Regions from separate parts of the Rattus norvegicus genome. Here region 1 is linked to region 2. The links are chromatin contacts, called in public HiChIP or PLAC-seq maps. All regions are on one chromosome and are shown on one strand. Each heading gives the region's core, a stretch centred on a gene start, on an enhancer-like site or on the middle of the called end of the contact. The rest is flanking DNA. Distances are from core to core; before and after follow the strand shown. Region 1 holds the start of Dnaja1 (DnaJ heat shock protein family (Hsp40) member A1). Region 2 holds the start of Topors (TOP1 binding arginine/serine rich protein, E3 ubiquitin ligase).

Region 1 (6,253 bases), core at 2,570-5,069, 440 kb before region 2:
ATTATTAAGCAACATGGCCAGTTACTTAATCCAAACATTCTTTAGCACAGTAAATTCTTTCTAATCAAGATTGGCCAGAGAAGCCAATAGAGACACTACTGAAATAGCAATTTCTATTTCTGTTTCAATAGTTTTTACTGCTAGGCTAACATTGGTGTCTCAAATTACCCAGGCCTTTTGTTATAATATTGTCCAACAGAACTTTCTGTAATGATGGACACATTTTATTTGTATAATACTGTAATCACTAATCATAATTACTAGATACAATTTTAAGTGTGGTGGCTACTATAGCTGGACAGAATTTCCCCCCCCTCTAAATTAACTCAACTTGAAGACCCCTATCTGGCTAGTGACAAAAGATTGCCACATATAATTAGCTACAACAGGAAGTAGGTTGGTTGAGATCACATAAGGACAACCTGGTTACAAAAATGAAATCACCCACCAACGGTTAATAAGTTCCTAGCTAGTGATCCTTCCACTAGGACTTTATCCACCGCTATCAACATTGCCTAACTACTAAATAAAGTTCCAATCCTTTCTGAATATCATACGTAAAAAAATATTTACTCTTTAAATGAGGTTATTAAAAGTCTCACTACATTGTGCTTCTAGCTTCACTTTGTATTTTTATTATCATAAAGAGAACATGTAAGCATGTAGGTTCTCAAATTGAAAGTTAGAGCTTTCTCAACTTTATACTGAATACAAGAAAGGAAAAATAAAGCTTCTGGAAAATGACCAAGTACATTTTCCAAAGCAGCAACAAGTTAACAAAACCCCTCAAACTGATCTAAGCCAAAAAGGTTTAGTCATAACTTTTCTGTAGCTCATACCATCTTATGGTTAGCAGTTGATTGGGATTATAGGTTTTTATTTTTTGTGCATACATGTTTAACCAAGAGGCCAAAAGAGGTTGTCTGGTCCCCTGGAGCTAGCTAGAGTTTCAGGCAGTAGTGAGCCAGCTATCTAATGTGGGTGCTAGGAAACAAAATCTGGATCTTCTGCAAGGAATGGCAAATGTTCTTAACCACTGAGCAATTTCTCAGGCCCATAGGTAAATTCTTATAAAAACACAGTAAACAGATTTTCAAGTCTTCTTAAACCTTTAAAAGGGCAAAGTGAAATTTAATGGGCTGCCGATTTGTTCTAACTGTGCCTACCCATTAGTTTGTATTAACTATATTGAGAACAAAGTGCCATTTTAACCTCCAATACTGTCTTCCCATAAAATACGTCTTTTGATCCAACAGTCAATGCATCTAAGCTGAGCTAATGAAGCTGAAGAGTAAACAGGCAGCAGGCTATCTGGAGGCAACGAGCTGTATCCAGTCTTTGCTTGAAAAGGTTTCGTTTTCTCCAACATATATTTTTTTTTTTTTTGGTTCTTTTTTTCGGAGCTGGGGACCGAACCCAGGGCCTTGCGCTTCCTAGGCAAGCGCTCTACCACTGAGCTAAATCCCCAACCCCTTCTCCAACATATTTTTAACAGAAAAAGGCCACTGCACTTACCACTGAGTTCTAAGAGCAGGTGATATTATCTAAGATACAAAAGGGCTTAGAAACCCTAAGTTTTTTTTTTTTTTAAAGATTTATTTATTTTGTATATGAGTACACTGTAGCTGTCTTCAGACACACCAGAAAGGGACATCAGATCCCATTACGGATGGTTGTGAGCCACCATGTGGTTGCTGGGATTTGAACTCAGGACCTCTGGAAGAGCAGTCGGTGCTCTTAACCACTGAGCCATCTCTCCAGCCCAGAAACCCTAAGTTGTTACTACAATTTGTTACCCTACTGTTTGAAAATATATGGAGTTGGTTATACCTGCTTTTTTGGCTTAGCTACTTTTTGGTTACATAAAATCTCAATTATAGGGGCTAGAGGGAAGGCTCAGTGGTTAACAGGACTGGCTGCTCTTCTAGAGGACCAGGGTTCAATTCTCAGCATCCACATGGCAGCTCACAACTGTCTATAACTCCAAGATCTGACACCCTCATCCAGACATACATGCAGGCAAAAACATCAGTGCACATAAAATAAAAATTATAAAAAACCAAACAAACCAAACAACCACAGCAACTCAATTATAAATGACACCAGAAGTCAGAGACAGTTCATGGACAGAATGTAACATCACGCTAAAGAGTAAAAAAACATTTAAATAAATTCTCAAGTCTTTCTTTCATCAGCAGTTACTTTGTTCTGCTGCAGGTAAGCTAGATTTTTTTCTTACCTCTCCTTTCTCTTTGCATCCTTCCTCCTCCTCCAAAGAACATATCAAAGATATCCATGGGCGAGCCAAAACCTCCACCTGCTCCGCCCTCCTTAATCGCCTGCTCGCCCCCTTTATCATATAGTTCCCTTTTCTTGGAATCAGCAAGAACTTCATAAGCTTGAGAAATCTGTTTAAACTGTTTCAGAAAAGGATATCCCATTAGAAACAACTGTTAGAAAGCACAGCTACCGTACAGACTTAATTCACATGGCAACACTGCTGAGCTGCTTACCTTTTCTCCTTCATTTGGATTTTTATCAGGGTGGTACTTCAAGGCCAATTTTCTATATGCCTTTTTCAATTCTTCCTGGGTGGCATTGGGTTTGACCCCCAGAACATCATAGTAAGTAGTTTCTTTCACCATTTTTTACAGCCTGAAATCAGAAAATGATAATTTTAAACTTGCTTTTACCTTTTGTACAAAACAAAACAAAACAAAAAAAAAACATCTGCTTCTGCCTCCTGAGAGATGACTGGCTCTTAACTTATAGTTTTTAACTACCAGAACTAAAGCAATCTGGTTTTTTGCCTTTATCTCATATTAATACAGCCTTCCCTAAACGTCTTAAAAGGTAAAAATTCCTGCTATGATTCAGCTGTAAATTCTAACAGACTAAATTTAAATTTCAGGGAAGGCGAAGGAAAGTCTGTCTAGCAGCTGGTTCCTGCTCTACTGCACTAACACATGAATTATTGGGTTTCTTCCGGTTTCCTTTCCCCCAGAGGTTTTGCTAGTAACCCAAAGCAGCACTGATAGGTTCCATCCACTGGTTAGTACATTACCACTGCCTTTGTACATCTGATAAAGGCCATACCCTCGCCGGAAAGGGACACTGGACACCCGGGGGTGGAGGAGTGGCTTATGAGACCAGCTCGAGAGAGCAGGTGCCCAGGCCCCTTCGCCATCCTGCTCCTGCTCGCTCGCAACTTACCCACTCTCGCCCCTCAGGCCTGCGGAGCTGACTCGCCCTCTGGGTTTCCCCGGCACCTGGCGCCGACCGTTAAGGTTTCCTTCCTTTCTCCCTCCCACCCTGATCGAAAAGGCGGAGGGGGAAGGCCGGACTCAACAAAGAAAGGGAGGAGAGCCAGGAGAAGCGCAAGCCGCAGCCTCCGCCCCGCTCCTCCCGCAGCCCCTCACCCCTGCCTCGGTCCGCGCGTGCGCAGCGCTGCCCACCCAGCCCGGGCGGCGGTGCGCACCGAAGAGTCTGAGGCGGGAGGCGAATTGGCTTCGGCCTTGGGCCGCCTCGTGGCGTGCGGGCGGGCAGGGCGCCGGGCATTCCCGGCAGCCTTCCGAAGACCGAGCCCGGCTCAGGGAACCCACAGTCCCCGCCCACGCGGGACCAACCGCCTCCGGCTGCGGCTTCCCCGGCTGTCTGGTGCCCAGGCCGCACGCCGCGACCGAGGGAGACCCAAGGACCTAGACTCACCGGTGAGCGGGCCGGCGCCGGAGAGCGGAAAGAGGAGCGTAGCACAGCGCAGCTCGGCCAGACGCTGCTCCTCTACCACCCACCGAGCGTTCTGGAAAGTTCCGCCCGGCCCGCCGCAGCCGACCTCTTTTGTAGCGGAGCCCGGGCGCGTCACTTGCCGGAAGTCCCGCCCCTCGCTTCTGCCACCGCCCCTCGGTTACCTGGGCAACGGCGCGGGGGCGGAGAGTGGCTGCGCCCAAGGGCCTTGTGGGGGTGGACTCAGGCCCGGGTTCCCGATCCTTGTAGAATCTTCTAGAGGCTTTTTCTTTATGCGAGGTACCAGAGGGCGGAAGTCTTGAGGTGGAGAGGTCATGTCCCAGAGCCGTAAGCCGGGGACGAGTGCTTCAGGCGCTGTGCAGAAGGGATCCTAACCTCACCGGAGTCTAATTTTCTGCAGCTCCTTAGCTCTGAGCCTTGCGGGCAAGAAATGCTGAGCAAGGCGGGCCTAGTCCCTAGACTAGCCTTGCAGGCTTTGGATCCGGTGGTTTCACCCAAGCGCACTCCTGTCACAGCTTTTTGGATGAGCCCAGGCTTCAGATCCTTCTGGCTCTGACTTGGGCGGACAGAACCTGGGACTGCACCAAACAGGAAACATTTAGAATGCTTCACGCACCTTTTTAGTCAGTCTGCCACCCAGTTTGGCTGCAGAGTAGCAGCAAAACACGAAATTAATTGCTTTAGTTTATTGTTTCAATTTTTTGACCGTTTTTATTTCCAGTTAGTGAATCAAAATCTATAGTTGGCAAAGTTGAATCTTAAGCTTTCAAGGGACAGTGAATGTTTTTCTTATTCAGTAACACAATAGACACATCAAAGAAGTGGAGGTGCAAGCTTAAAGAGTTCACATAGTTTAAAAAGATTTAATTCCAATCGTGTGTATCTGTGTGTATAGGTGCCCAAGGAAGCCAGAGACATAGAATCTATGAATTTGACTATTCCAGATAACTTAGTCACATTTTATTATTTAGTTTTCTTGTTTGACTTCTAAGGTTTTTTTAGTTACTGTTTGTATATGAGTGTTCTGTTTACATGTGTGTCTATGCACCCCATGCATACCTAGTTCCTGTGGTAACTGGAGGTACAGATAATTTTAAGTCACCACGTGGATGCTAGGAAGTGAACCTGGGGCCTCTGCAAGAGCAACCAGTGCTTTAAACGGATTAGTTATCTCTCTACACCCCTTAGCCTTGTTTTTGAGCCCAGACTGGCCTGGTACTCTCTTTGTAGCCAAAGCTGGCTTCAAACTCTGAACTCTTCAGCCTCTGAGCAGTTGTGAAGAGGAAGACCATGGGGCCTCCTGCTTAGACTTTTGTGGAATAAGATGTGTTAAATGTTTGTTATATTGTGTGTGTTTTAACTGTGGACCATTATTGTAGTTCTCTCCTTTACACAGGTAACTCGGGTCTTCTGTGCTTCACCAGCTGAGCAGTGCTTTAAGGAGGTCACAGGGATGTAGCCAGAGCTAAGGGAGCTGTAAAGGCTGCCTTCAAACCTGCCCAAAGACATCTTTAGCTCTTAGTCTTTTTTTTTTTTTTTTTTTTATTCTTTTATGAGGATACCGTTGCTGTCTTCGTACACACCAGAGGAGGGCATCAGATCCCATTACAGATGGTTATGAGCCACAACATGGAATTGAACTCAGGACCTTTGGAAGAGCAGTCAGTGCTCTTATCCACTGAGCCATCTCTCCAGCCCAGCTCTTAGTCTTAAAAAGCTAATGGTTTTAGAATTTCAATGTTGTACTGCTCTGCCCCACCACCATTACTGCTTTCACTAAACTCAGTCACTAACACTACGCCATAGATGGTTGATTATGTGCTCTGGTTTTGGCTGAGAGACATCTGATCTTTCTCATCTCATGTTGCCTTCTCAGATATCACATCTAGCAATAGGTTATGTCTTTAAAGCAGGGGTTCTCCACCTTCCTAATGCTGCAACCCTTTATTCTAGCTCATGTTGTGGAGACCCCCCAACCATAAAATTATTTTCATTGCTATTTCATAACTGTATGCTACTACTGCTATGAGTTGTAATATAAATGTGTGCTAAAGGTTTGCCAAAGGGATGAAGACCCACAGGTTGAGAACTGCTGCTTTAAGCCAGCGCTTTGGAGTAAATTACCTAATATGCCAGGTGTACTCTAGGCCTTGTCAATACAAAACTTTTGTAAGCCATGGCCCCTACCCTCAAGGAACTTAACTTGTAATGAGAGAAGAAAAAAAAAAAACAGAATTAAAAACAAAAAAAAACAAACAAAAAAAACCCCAAAACCAACCAACCAAACAAACAAACAAACCAACAAACAAACAAACAAAAAAAAAAATCGGGCTAGGCTGATAAAGTCCGCCTTTACTCTGAAGGCAGAGGCAGGCAGATCTCTGATACAGAGGCCAGCCCAGTCTACATAGCAAGTTCCAGGACAGACAGAGCTACAGAGTAAGACACTATCTCAAAACAAACAAACAGCCCAAAAAATGTCCAGCAACTTCATATGTGTTTTTTTTGG
Region 2 (5,974 bases), core at 1,959-4,458:
ACACAGCAGATTGTGTCCCTGCCTCCTGAAATGCTTATTCTAGTCTTGGAGCTAAGCATGTGAACTAGCAATAAGCACATGAATAAGAGACATATGTTGTCACAGCAGGTGACAATTCTGTATAAGTAAGGTAAGGAATAGAGAAGGGTGGAACTGCTGCTCTAATTGACCTCCCTGCAGAGGTGATACTAAGACTGGAATGAGGTGAGGGAACCATTAGATAGCCTGGAGAACATTCCAGGTAGAGGAATCACTAAACACAACAGCCCTGGGACATAGCAGGCTTTATTGATTGGACTAGTAGTTAAGGAGCCATTGTAACTAAGGGACAGTAAGGGAGGGAGTGTAGAAAGTCAGATGATTAGCTAGGTGTGAGTCCTGCTGGGTTTTAGAGGTCTTTTTCTTTTTAAGGATTTTGAAACTTTGAGCAGAAATGTGATCCATGTTTAAGGATAACTGTGTTGATGGGAGATGAGTAAGAGCTTATTGACAACCAAGTGGAGATGTTTGATTAATATGGGCCCAGAGTTCTGGGAAAATTGGAGACAAGTAAAAATTTGGGGATAAGATCTACCATATTTTCAGGAAAATTCTAACACTGTAATTTACACAATAAATTTATTTTTATTGCAGACTAAACCATATGCCATTGTTGGCACGAAGCCCAGAATATTTCCAGTAAGTCTCAAAACTCATTTTTTGCTTGTATGTTACCCGACCCCATTCTACAAGTGATTGCCAAGTTCATTAGAATAAAATGGTCTTTTCTTACTGTCAGCTTAAAGAGGAGGGATAGTGTGATAGTGGAAAATGAGGAGTGGATACTGTATTTCTCTACCTTGTTTGATGACCTTGAGTCCCTACCTAGATGGCACCACCAGGTTTTCAGGGATCAAGGATTACAGCCCAAGCCTGAAGAGATACATGCACAGGCAGCTAACGACTCAAGTCCTGTTGTTTCCATTCTAACTTCCTTGGCTTCGTGCCTAAGTTCTCAGTCTGTGAGGTTAAGACATGTTAGCGTGAATTTAAATTTTATGTTACAAAGATGTAAGTTCTTTCATGCCTTTAATCCTAGCACCGAGGATGGTCGACACAATGAATGACTGCTAACATGAGTAATGAATAAGCCACCAAAATGGAAAATTCAAACATGAATTAAGTAGCATATGTTATTTATCTGTTATCAGCTGCAACAGGAGACTTTTAGGGAGAACCATCAAATTTGGCTAACAGTCCACACTTCAGACTCTGCTTTAGGAAATAACAGGAAGTGTCTTTTATTATGTGTAATCAATGTGTGTCAGACCCCAGGCAGCCTCAACGTGGGACATTAACTTGATGGTCTTGTTAGCTGACTAATATTAATTTATTCTTTGCTTGCCTGATTATTTAATTATATGTTTATGTTGCTACTCATGGTCAAAGGACAAGACAGGGTCTGTTCAGAAGACCACGTTTGTGATTTTGTGGCATTTATTTTCTGAATGTCCTCTTTTGCTACAGCAGTCCTTCCCTGTGTCTATGTTGTTGACCAGTTTCAGAGTCTCGCTTTTGAGAAACTGCAGAATGGCCATGTCTTCTAGAATAGACCAGGTCATGACAAGGTTGCAAGTCTCTGGCTTAAGAACAAGTTTCCTTCTTCCTGATATGATAGACTATATGAGTCAGGCTGTCCTCCCAATCTGCTTTGTCCCAGCCCTTATTAAAATGAATGCTAGAGCATAACTCATGCCGTGCCCAAACATGGAATGGCATAGAGTAACCACCTATGCACAGTATTTTTCTGAAACCTGGAGGTGGAGGTTGAGACATTAGATTAAAGAATAAAATACTAAATCTTGTAATGAGAAGGGTCATTACCTTGATTTTGGCGATAGTCTCACAAGTATATCCATACTTCAGAACTATAGTCTACAATCTAAATATTCACTTTAGTATGTCTATATTTTTTAATTTTTTAAGTCCTCATGTAATAATCTGATTAATCTTTTTTTAGCTTCACATACAAATCAGTACAGGTAAAAAAATTAGCATCCAAATTGAAATGTTTTAGGTAAAATGCAAAATAACTTTGAAGGGGCTTTTGGGGAGGTGTCTTTTTTTTGTTTGTTTGTTTTTTTGTTTGCTTTGAGACAGGGTCAATCTTGTCTTGTCTGCTCTGAAACTTGCTATGTAGTAGACCAGCTGGCTTCAAACTTAGAGAGATCCCCCTGCCTCTACCTCTAGAGTCCTGGGACACCACCATCCCTGGTTTAACTTTAGGTTAACAAAATGTAAAGCATGTTTATAGTCATTTATTGTATTGAGCATATGATGGAATATTTTACAATAAAATGTATATTTAGTGAAAAAATTTTCTATTAAGCACTTCCTTGTTTTCCCTAGGGTGATACAATTCTGGAGACTGGAGAAGTAATTCCACCAATGAGAGATTTTCCTGATAAACATCATTGAAGAGCTCTTAAAAATTTAAAAAACTTGTGTAACAGCACAAGTATGTTTCAAAAGTGCTGTATTTACTGAATCTATTTCCTAGAAAAGTAATTAATAAAACTTATTCCTGTCCTTGTCACTGTACTTGTTACTGTCTCCGATTTGAGACTAACAGTAGAAAGATAAATACTAAACAGGGCTACTAGCTACTTTTTTGTCTGTTTTGATAAGTAGGATGCAAAATTCATTGTAGTCACATAGTTTTGTTTACATACTGATTTGACATGAGGATGTAAAGTGTCTGGAGCACGAGAATGAAAAGCTCCGACCTGATACAGAAAGGGTTGTCGGACCTTTTCGAAAAATTGGCATGTTAACGCATATCACAAAAGACCATACACAAATTTGCATTGTGAATTTTACTTTTGAGTCTACATAGGTGCCATTTGAGGAAAAGAACAGTTTGTTAAGAATTACAAAAGTTCATTCAGAAGAATTTGTCTGGAAACTCCTTTTGTAGCTGCCATCGTGCAGCTACAGTTGATGCATAGATGACGAATCCCCAAGAGAGCAAGACGATTGCAAGTAGCAACTAAAAGGAGGGAGGAAAAGCAAAAAGAAAAATCAATGTGCTGGATTCTTTCCCTAAGGCCTGGTTACCAGCTACAGAAGGAAAGGTCTCACAGACCCTAAAATGCAGCCTAGAAGCAAGCAGGCCCTGCAACCACTGACGTCAGAGGCGGAAAAGCGTGTCCTCCAGGAAGAGGCGGAGCTGAGGGCAGGGCGTGAACGATCAATTTAGGAATGGGTTTTGGAGTTCCAAGCTGCGAGCAAACTGCCTGCCTTCGGCTTGCGGGTCCTGGGATGGGGCACTCTAGAGCTCCCCTGTTCCCGGTACCTACCGAGGAGTAAGTCCAGTCCAGGTTTCGGCGACTCACCGGCATCATGGTAAGGGAGCAGCGGGGACGGGGTGGCGCGGGCCCTACAGCCCGCTCCGGGGCGCAGTACACTCGGATGCAGCAGCCATTTTTCAGCGGGGCTCTGCGCGCTCTCCAACCCCCCCACCCCCAGCTTCCGCCCGGAGTTGAAACGCATCACGTGATCCAGGCCTAGCCCGCCTTTCAGGAGGGAATAAAAGAGAAAATGCTAAGATCGCGCCTTTTTTGCGCTCAGATAGGAATTCCTTAACTGCTTTATTCTGCAGTTGCAGTGCGGTACTAATACAAAATAGTGTGCCATCTTGCGCATGTAAAAGTTTAATTGCAAATAGTCCACCCTGAAAGAATCAAAGTTGCCGCCCCACACCCACATCCGTTTCCACAAAATGCGGATAGACATTCATGTTTATGTTTGACTTAAACAGTGTCATCTACTCTTTTACGTAACTAAAACTGGTAACTGTTAATTGAGCCATTCATCAAGAACAAATAGAATATTGTCTCTGATCGCTGATGGTGAATCTGTCAGTCAACAAGTGTTGACCGGACGTCTATCGAATGCTTAGGACTGCAGCAAGTTTGAAATACTAAGTCCCAAGAAAGGCGGCTTGGCAGGCGAACTAGCAGTTCAGCACAGTGGAGGCCTGGCCGGCAGAGGCTGTGCTGCGCCGCTTTGGGCTCAGATACAATTTTAGTGTGATTTCCGAGAATGGAAAGCGGAAAGCAGGCCGCGGCGAGTTATGGCGGGGTGAAAGAGATGCCTAGTGTTCATCCCAGCTGAAATAGACGTAAGAATCAGGTTGCTCTGGGAGCTCTGTGACACCATAGAGATTCTAACAACTTGTTAAACTGGTGAGGTTCCCTAGATACAGAGGCAGCGTTTCTGCATATTTGGCTGTGATTCTGGAGTTTGTGCTGTGCCCCCCGCGGTGGGGGCAGGGTCTGGTGTCTGTGCCGCAGGTCCCGCCTCCTGCGTGCGCTTGCTGTACGCATGCGTCCAGAGCGCGGGGGTGGAGGGCCGTGTTTTGCTGCGCGGGCTCGGGGGGTTGGTCTCGCCTTCTCTCCACCCCCAAACTGCCTTTGGTGATGAGCGTTCTACGTCACAGGGGTCGCAGCCGCCGCCACTGGGGTCTCCGCTGTCTCGCGAGGAGGGTGAAGCGCCCCCTCTGGCGCCTGCCGAGGAGGGGAGGCGCAGAAGCCGCCGGGTACGCCTTCGCGGATCCTGCCGCCACCGACCGAGCCTCCTGGGCCGGCGGGAGCTGGCTTCTAGCGGCCCAGCGGTCCCTGCCACCGCGTCCTCGGAGGTGAGTCGTCCGGGAACAATGGGTGAGAGGTTGGTGGGCCAGGGAGCAGCCCTGTGGTCCGGGCCTTTCCAAGGGCTGGGGTCGCCAAGCTGCAGGGCACCTGTGGATCGGCTCCGGTGGGCAAGCGAGGGGAGTGTCTCCTAGCACCGCCTGAAGGGCTCGAGCGCTACTGAAGACGGAAAGAGTGTGTCTGGACAAAACTGCTGCCACTGATTAGAAGTGTGACCTTGGCAGGTCCCCAGCCCCGGACCCTGTCTGTGAAATGGGATTTGCATTTCAGTTAATCGTGGTTATGTAATGTACATAGTGTGGTTGTCTTTCCATCCGAGACAGTGGGTTTTTTTCGAATAAGGAAGCCCTTAAAGCTATGGGAGTTGTGCAGTGCTACACATTGTGGGCAGGGCTTATAGGTCTTGTGACTTCATTACACATCTAGGTAGTGCCCTTTCCTCTTGGGCTGCTGATTCTGATTGGTTAATTGGAGAGGGGCAGTGCAAAGGTGAAAGCACTGTTAAAAAAGGAAACTGGTGAGCAAGTTTCCATGTTAAAGGGGAGAGAAAACAAAAATATGTGCCAAAGAGTTAAGCTAATACTGGGTAGAGGTTTCTGTTTGAGAGAACTTGAGGTTTTGGAGTTTTAATAGATGGGATGCAATGCTCGAAGTCAGCCACACTCAGTCGGTGCTTATCTAGGAGGAGTGGCTTCCGTTGGAATGGCTTCGAAGCAACCCCACCCCTCTATTTTTGGGCAGGGACTCTTGTAGCCAAGACTGGTCTGGGATTGCCTATGTAGCGAAGGATGACCTTGATCTTCTGACCCTCTTGCCTTCATCTTTCATTGATCTGGGAATTCAGGGATATCCCAGGATGCCTGGTCCCAATAAAGTTCTTTCATTACTGGAATTGAAATTAAAGCTGGTGGTGCACGTCTTTAATCCCAGCAGTCAGAGGCAGGCAGATCTCTTGAGTTCCAGGACAGCCGGGACTACAGAGAAACCCTGTCTAGCCCCACCACCCACCCACCGAAAAAGAGGGAATTAAATTTGGGATTTGGTCGTTTAGCTTCTATAACTTTTAAAATTAAACCGTTCAGATTTACAAGTAGAATGCAGATTGCTTTTACCAGTCATCATTCTGTTTTATCTACTTGTGAATGTCCTTAGCCACTTTACTTAGATATGTTAAATATAATTGTTATTATCTTTGGAAACCTGTCAGAGATACAGGTGATGATCACTACCAAAATCAGACTTTCCCATAACTTAGGCAACTATGTTGAACTCTTAATCATTCATTC

Evidence for each region. HiChIP or PLAC-seq counts read pairs in DNA pulled down with a chosen protein or histone mark.
Region 1: an H3K27ac HiChIP or PLAC-seq map of oligodendrocytes shows a contact between it and region 2, with 6 times the contacts expected there. The contact joins the promoter of Dnaja1 here to the promoter of Topors in region 2. A contact is called at or near these places in 1 of 12 Hi-C or Micro-C datasets (hepatocytes) and 1 of 1 datasets of contacts at active chromatin or transcription factors (oligodendrocytes).

What each region holds. Positions count from the first base shown.
Region 1 is chr5:60,635,970-60,642,222 of GRCr8, reverse strand. It overlaps Dnaja1 (DnaJ heat shock protein family (Hsp40) member A1), which reads right to left and starts at 3,819. Exons shown (of 9, transcript NM_022934.1): 1 at 3,709-3,819; 2 at 2,514-2,655; 3 at 2,240-2,417. The coding sequence starts at 2,645. It overlaps Mir207 (microRNA 207), which reads right to left and starts at 3,427; the gene lies at 3,350-3,427.
Region 2 is chr5:60,193,213-60,199,186 of GRCr8, reverse strand. Topors (TOP1 binding arginine/serine rich protein, E3 ubiquitin ligase) reads left to right here and starts at 3,208. Exons shown (of 3, transcript NM_001108658.1): 1 at 3,208-3,384; 2 at 4,481-4,678. The coding sequence starts at 3,382. Smim27 (small integral membrane protein 27) reads right to left here and starts at 3,508. Exons shown (of 2, transcript NM_001401225.1): 1 at 3,339-3,508; 2 at 2,841-3,028. The coding sequence starts at 3,383. The coding sequence ends at 2,924. It overlaps Ndufb6 (NADH:ubiquinone oxidoreductase subunit B6), which reads left to right. Exons shown (of 4, transcript NM_001106646.1): 3 at 634-678; 4 at 2,389-2,602. The coding sequence ends at 2,457.